2 separate regions of the Pan troglodytes genome follow, and region 1 is linked to region 2. Evidence: chromatin contacts called from public Hi-C data. All regions are on one chromosome and are shown on one strand. The core of a region is the stretch at or near the end of the contact, and the rest is flanking DNA. Distances in the headings are between cores, read along the strand shown.

Region 1 (2,765 bases), core at 191-2,690, 930 kb after region 2:
TAGGTGGTAGTCCTCCCTGTAACTGGTTTTCCCTGTAATCCTTTTGTGCACATTGTAAAAATAACCCCCATGAACGTGCCACCAAGGGGACAATGAAGAGAAACAGGTTCTCGGCCCAGAGTTGTGAAGAATATTTTGGTCGCACTAGCGCCACCCAGCGGTTTTAGAGAAGGAGCACACTTCTCCCCAAATAGGGCTTTTGAAGAACAAGTTTTACAAAATTTAGAAATCGTTTCATTATTGAGACACCCAACTTGGCGGCAGAGCGCTTTAATCAGAAGACGTCTGCGAATTAAACGGTGGGACGAAGAGGTCGCCTTGTGGGTATGCTCCGGCTTTCTCAGAGTTGCTTCCAACTCGCACCGGCGCTCGCCCGCCCGCTGCACCCCGGGCCCGGCTCCTGCTCCCGCTCGCTGCTGGGAAGAGGCAAGCGCTTCCTAGAGCCGCTGTTTTCAAAGCCCGGAGTTTCCTAAAACTCCCTCTCCGGCTGCGAGAGTCGGGACAGAGCAGGGCAGCAGGTCCCGCTTCCAGGCCCGGCCAAGGCCCGGCCGGGGCCACACCGGCGGGCGGGCAGCGGTGGCACCGAGAAGGCGCCCCCGGCCCGCCTGCCTGCCTTGCCTGGCGCCCACCGCTCCCCGGCCTCCCCCGGCACGGGCTCCAGCGGCGCCCCACCGGCCGCCCGCCTCGCCTCGCCTCTCACCTCCTGCGTGTCTGCGTAGTAGCTGTTCCAGTCGCTGGTTTCATGCCCTTCCATCTTCACAGTTCCTAACATCCTGGAGCCACCCTGCCCAATACAACCATCCAGCCCTGTGCGAAGCGACGGGCGGCCGCGCGGCGCGGGGCGGGGGAGGGGAGCTGAGCAGCTGCAGTCACCCGAGCGCCCGCGCGGGCCCAACGCCACCCGGGCGAAGAGGAAGCCCAGAGCTGCGGGGCGCGGCGTGCGCGGCGGCGGCGGCGGCGACGGCGGCGGCGCGGCGGGCGGGGGCAGCGCCGGGGGCAGGCGGCTGCCGCGGAGCGCGGCGCCGGGGAGCGCCTCCGCGGGAAGTGAGCGGGCTGCCTCTGCGAGGCGAGTGCAGTTGAGCTGATGTGGATCTTACGTCGCTTGAGTGCCCACCTCCTCGTCCTCTCCCCATTTGTCCGCCGCACAAAGACGCTCGCACCTACAAAGCCCGAGGTGCACCTGCAAGGCGGCCGCCCGCCAGTCCGGCCGCCGCGCCTCCCGCCCCGCCGCGCCACCGCTGCGCGCGACCCCTCCCCCGCGACCCCTCCCCCAAGCGGGGCCCTCACTTTGTTTGCAAAGCAGTGTAATTGGTTTAGGCCCGGAGGCTAGGGAAAGAGGGAAATGGGGTGGGAGGGGGTGTAACCCCCTTTGGAAAAAGAAAAAATAGGCGGGGCCAGGCGGGCGGGCGGGCTAGGGCTCTGGATCGGAACCTCGCAGCCGGAGAAGGCCGGGGGCGGTGGCGTCGGAGACTGGGCTTAGAGACCTTGTGGGATAACTGACTCCGGGGTCCCTCCCCAGAGGTACACGCCACCTTCCGAGCGCGGGCTGCGGCCCAGTCTCGCGCCCCTCCTGCTCTTTGCTTCCTCCCTCCTGATTCCTGACCCAAAGTTCAACCCCGGGAGACTGGAGAATACAGCCTTTTTTTTTTTCTTTCCTCCTGAGAGCTTCAGACTAGAAAAGGGAAAAAGCCCCACTTTTGCTTCGTCACTAGAAACCGGGTCATCTGAGTCAGCCGAGCCAAGTGACGTTAGGCCGACCCGGGCCCCGGGCTAGCAGAGCGGAGGCGCTGCCACGAAACTCGTACCTGCGGCTAAGAGCAGGTGAGTCACAGCACCGGTTTATATCTTTATGACATAACTTTTTTTTTTTTGTTCCGCCTCGGTCCGCTCCTCTCCCCTTGTCATCTGTAGCGACCACAAAGAGGAAGAAACTGAGAGCAGATGTCTGTGTGATAGGGCAGGCGGACCCAAGTCGGGCCGTCCTCCCTCTGCCGGGCTCCTCCTCCCGCCCCCCTTCAGCCGCTTCAGGGAGTGAGCTGGAGACGACCGTCTGGTTTCTGATAGGAAAAGGTCAGGGGGAGGGGACATCTCCCATAACACGCGCGTTAGCTGGGAGAGCAAAGGCCTGGGCGCGGGAACGCATCTGCACTGCGAAAGAGATGCCAGGCAGAAGCCCGAGACTGCCCGCAGCGGCGCTTGGTCCTGTCTGTGACCCGGAGGGTCCGGGCTGAGATCTCAGGGGCTCGCTTGGTTCCTAATCGGTCCTGGACGTCGGTGGGAGAGTCTTCCCAACGCAAAGTCTCTTTACTCTCATGAGGCCCTGGGTGGTGGTTGCCCACTTGTCCTGGGAGAGAGAACAGCTGAAGTGACCGGGTGATAGGCAATTAGTTGGTGATAGATTGGGAGATGGTGCGTGTGTTTCTGAGTGTGTGACCGTTTGTATATTTCTGAGCATGTGTGACTGAGTGTGTGTGTTTCTGAGTGTCTGTGACCGTGTGTTTGTTGTACTGCCTGTAGAACCATTAGGTTTCCTTAAGTAACAATAAAATAAAATCTAAAGTAATTAAGAATCCGCAAAATCTTCTTGTTTTGCAAAGTTTTTAAAATGTTATTAATCTCATTTTAAGAAATGTGTTTTAACTTGTCTTCCAAACAGATACCTTTTTCCCTGTGCTTTGTTCTTTTAAATCTCTTTTACTTGAAATCTGGCAAGAGAATCACTTTAAATCCCTGAACCAAACAAATCTCTTAAGTCAGCAGGGGAG
Region 2 (2,700 bases), core at 56-2,555:
ATCATAGTTTTTTCCTGGGTTCTTGCAACTTACTGACCTGAGATCTGGGACCAGTCAGCTTCTCTGGGTGTAGACCGCAGCCACACACATCCCTGGGGACTGTTGGGGAAGCAGCCTGAATCCTGTGTGCACAAGGAGCCTTCTGGATTGTCAAGTAGCAGTAACAGAGTTCACGACCCCAAGCAGTACAAACTCCCAAATTCACGAAAATATTTCTCTTGTCTATTATTTTGATTCACATTCTCCACAACCCTAACTGCAAATATTAATAACTTTGGCTGCAAAAAAGCATACGGTACACTTTAGATTAGACTTACAGTGAATAAAAGTGAAAATTCAGAAGTAGGCAGAACCACAGGGCCTCTGGCAGCTTAACGGAAGACGAGGGAATTACATCCATGTGCAGCGTCGGTGTCCACTGTCTTGGGACTAAGTCTCTTTCATATTTAAACAAAACTCTTTCGAGAGGGCTCGCTGGTTTGGAGAACCCTCACAAACGCTGCCACCGAGGGCCAGGGGCCCAGGACAGTGGCTGAATGTGGCAGAGCCTTGGGCTCCGTAGTGAGTGCCCCACGCACTGGCAATTGGTCGACTTGGGGCTGTGCGCTAGCGTTAGCCGCCTGTGGTTCAGTTCCCCGCACACGGCGTGGCCCGTGCCTCGAGCCTGTGTGGCTAGTGGTTGGCCGGTCCACCTGGACTGGGGGGTCGCCGCAGGAAGCTGGCGGTAGGAGGAACCTCCCTGGCCTTAACAGTGGCCCCCACCTGTGGCTCGGGCTCCCCGCAACCTCCTGGTTTCTTTGGCCGGCCTATCTTCTCACACCTGCGCTCTCGCCACCTGGCATGGACTGAAGTGAGGTAGAATCGGCAGGTGACACAGATCCTCTCCTGACAGTCCCCAGAGGCCCGCATGACAGATTTTGCTAAGACAACTCCCTCACCCCTGTGCACGGTGGCGCCCGCCTCCCACCTATAGCCTTAACTTCAATTCTGAGATGTCCATCGTTCCCCGGAGGAGGTCTCCTCGGGCCCCTTCCCCCTTCGAGTCATTCATATGCAGACCAAACGCTTTCATTTGTTTATTCAGCATTTTACCAGCCTGATTTTGCTGTCTTTTTGTGCCGCTTCTGGGAAGATGTCAAACACCCATTTTCATTGTATTTAGTCACCCAGGTGGGGAGCTAGCCTGAAAGAGACAGCGGAAGGAGTTTCCTGGACTGCGCTGTCGCTCACCGACCCGCACCAATCACCATGCAGCTTGCCCTCGGACCCGCCCCTTTTAGGGCGTGTCCCCAGTGAGTGATAGACGGAGCCGCCCTGCCCTGCTCAGCCCAGCCCACGTTGCTGCTTAGATTGAAATGCAGAACTCAAGCCTCTTTCATCGGGGCACAGACTTCCTTTTACTTCTTCCTTTTGCCCTCTCGCCTCCTCCTCCTGGGAAGAAGCGGAGGGGCCGGCGGTCGGCCGGGATAGCAACAGGCCGGGCCACTGAGGCGGTGCGGAAAGTTTCTGTCTTGGAGTGCGGAACTGGGGCCGGGTTGGTGTACTGCTCGGAGCAATGGGTGAGTGGCGGCGGGAGACTCTGTCAGAGCCGGGAAGGGAGGGAGGGAGCGAGCGGGCAAGGGAGGGAGGGAGGGAGCGCGAGGGCGCGCGCCACTAGGCGCTCACATTCTCTATTGACTTTGCTCGTGTTCCTACAAGTTGTAGAAACACGCTAAGGGTCAGCGGCGCACAGCAGTTCAATGTGAACGCTGGCTACTGGGTGGCTGTTGATGCCATTTTCTGATTTTAAGAGAAGGGAGCTGTGGCATCAGCGAGCCCCTCAGCCCGAGTAGCAAACCAAGTTTTGTTTCACACGCGCGCACACATGCAAACAAAACAGGAAAAGAAAAGAAAACAAACAACAACAAATAAAACACCCTCTAGCTTCCCCTAGACTTTGTTTAACTGGCCGGGTCTCCAGAAGGAACGCTGGGGATGGGATGGGTGGAGAGAGGGAGCGGCTCAAGGACTTTAGTGAGGAGCAGGCGAGAAGGAGCGCGTTCAGGCGTCAAGACCGATTTCTCCCCCTGCTTCGGGAGACTTTTGAACGCTGGGAGAGGCCCGGCATCTCACCACTTTACTTGGCCGTAGGGGCCTCCGGCACGGCAGGAATGAGGGAGGGGGTCCGATTGGACCGTGACGGTTTGGGGCCGTTCGGCTATGTTCAGGGACCATATGGTTTGGGAACAGCCCCAGTCGTTAGTACGGGACGGGTGCGTTCGCCCAGTCCCCGGATGCGTAGGGAGGCCCAGTGGCAGGCGGCTGTCCCAAGCAGCGGGTGCGCGTCCCTGCGCGCTGTGTGTTCATTTTGCAGAGCCAGCCTTCGGGGAGGTGAACCAGCTGGGAGGAGTGTTCGTGAACGGGAGGCCGCTGCCCAACGCCATCCGGCTTCGCATCGTGGAACTGGCCCAACTGGGCATCCGACCGTGTGACATCAGCCGCCAGCTACGGGTCTCGCACGGCTGCGTCAGCAAGATCCTGGCGCGATACAACGAGACGGGCTCGATCTTGCCAGGAGCCATCGGGGGCAGCAAGCCCCGGGTCACTACCCCCACCGTGGTGAAACACATCCGGACCTACAAGCAGAGAGACCCCGGCATCTTCGCCTGGGAGATCCGGGACCGCCTGCTGGCGGACGGCGTGTGCGACAAGTACAATGTG

Evidence for each region. Hi-C and Micro-C count contacts between places; a contact is called where the count stands out from the background.
Region 1: a contact with region 2 is called in a Hi-C map of induced pluripotent stem cells, with 5 times the contacts expected there. The contact joins the promoter of TTC6 here to the promoter of PAX9 in region 2. A contact is called at or near these places in 3 of 7 Hi-C or Micro-C datasets (induced pluripotent stem cells and stem cell-derived neural progenitor cells).

The regions. Positions count from the first base shown.
Region 1 is chr15:35,825,481-35,828,245 of NHGRI_mPanTro3-v2.0_pri, forward strand. TTC6 (tetratricopeptide repeat domain 6) reads left to right here and starts at 1,441. Exons shown (of 33, transcript XM_054665996.2): 1 at 1,441-1,821. It overlaps FOXA1 (forkhead box A1), which reads right to left and starts at 1,088. Exons shown (of 2, transcript XM_001144389.8): 1 at 701-1,088. The coding sequence starts at 772.
Region 2 is chr15:34,891,082-34,893,781 of NHGRI_mPanTro3-v2.0_pri, forward strand. It overlaps PAX9 (paired box 9), which reads left to right and starts at 1,306. Exons shown (of 5, transcript XM_063792837.1): 1 at 1,306-1,559; 2 at 2,354-2,700. The coding sequence starts at 1,556.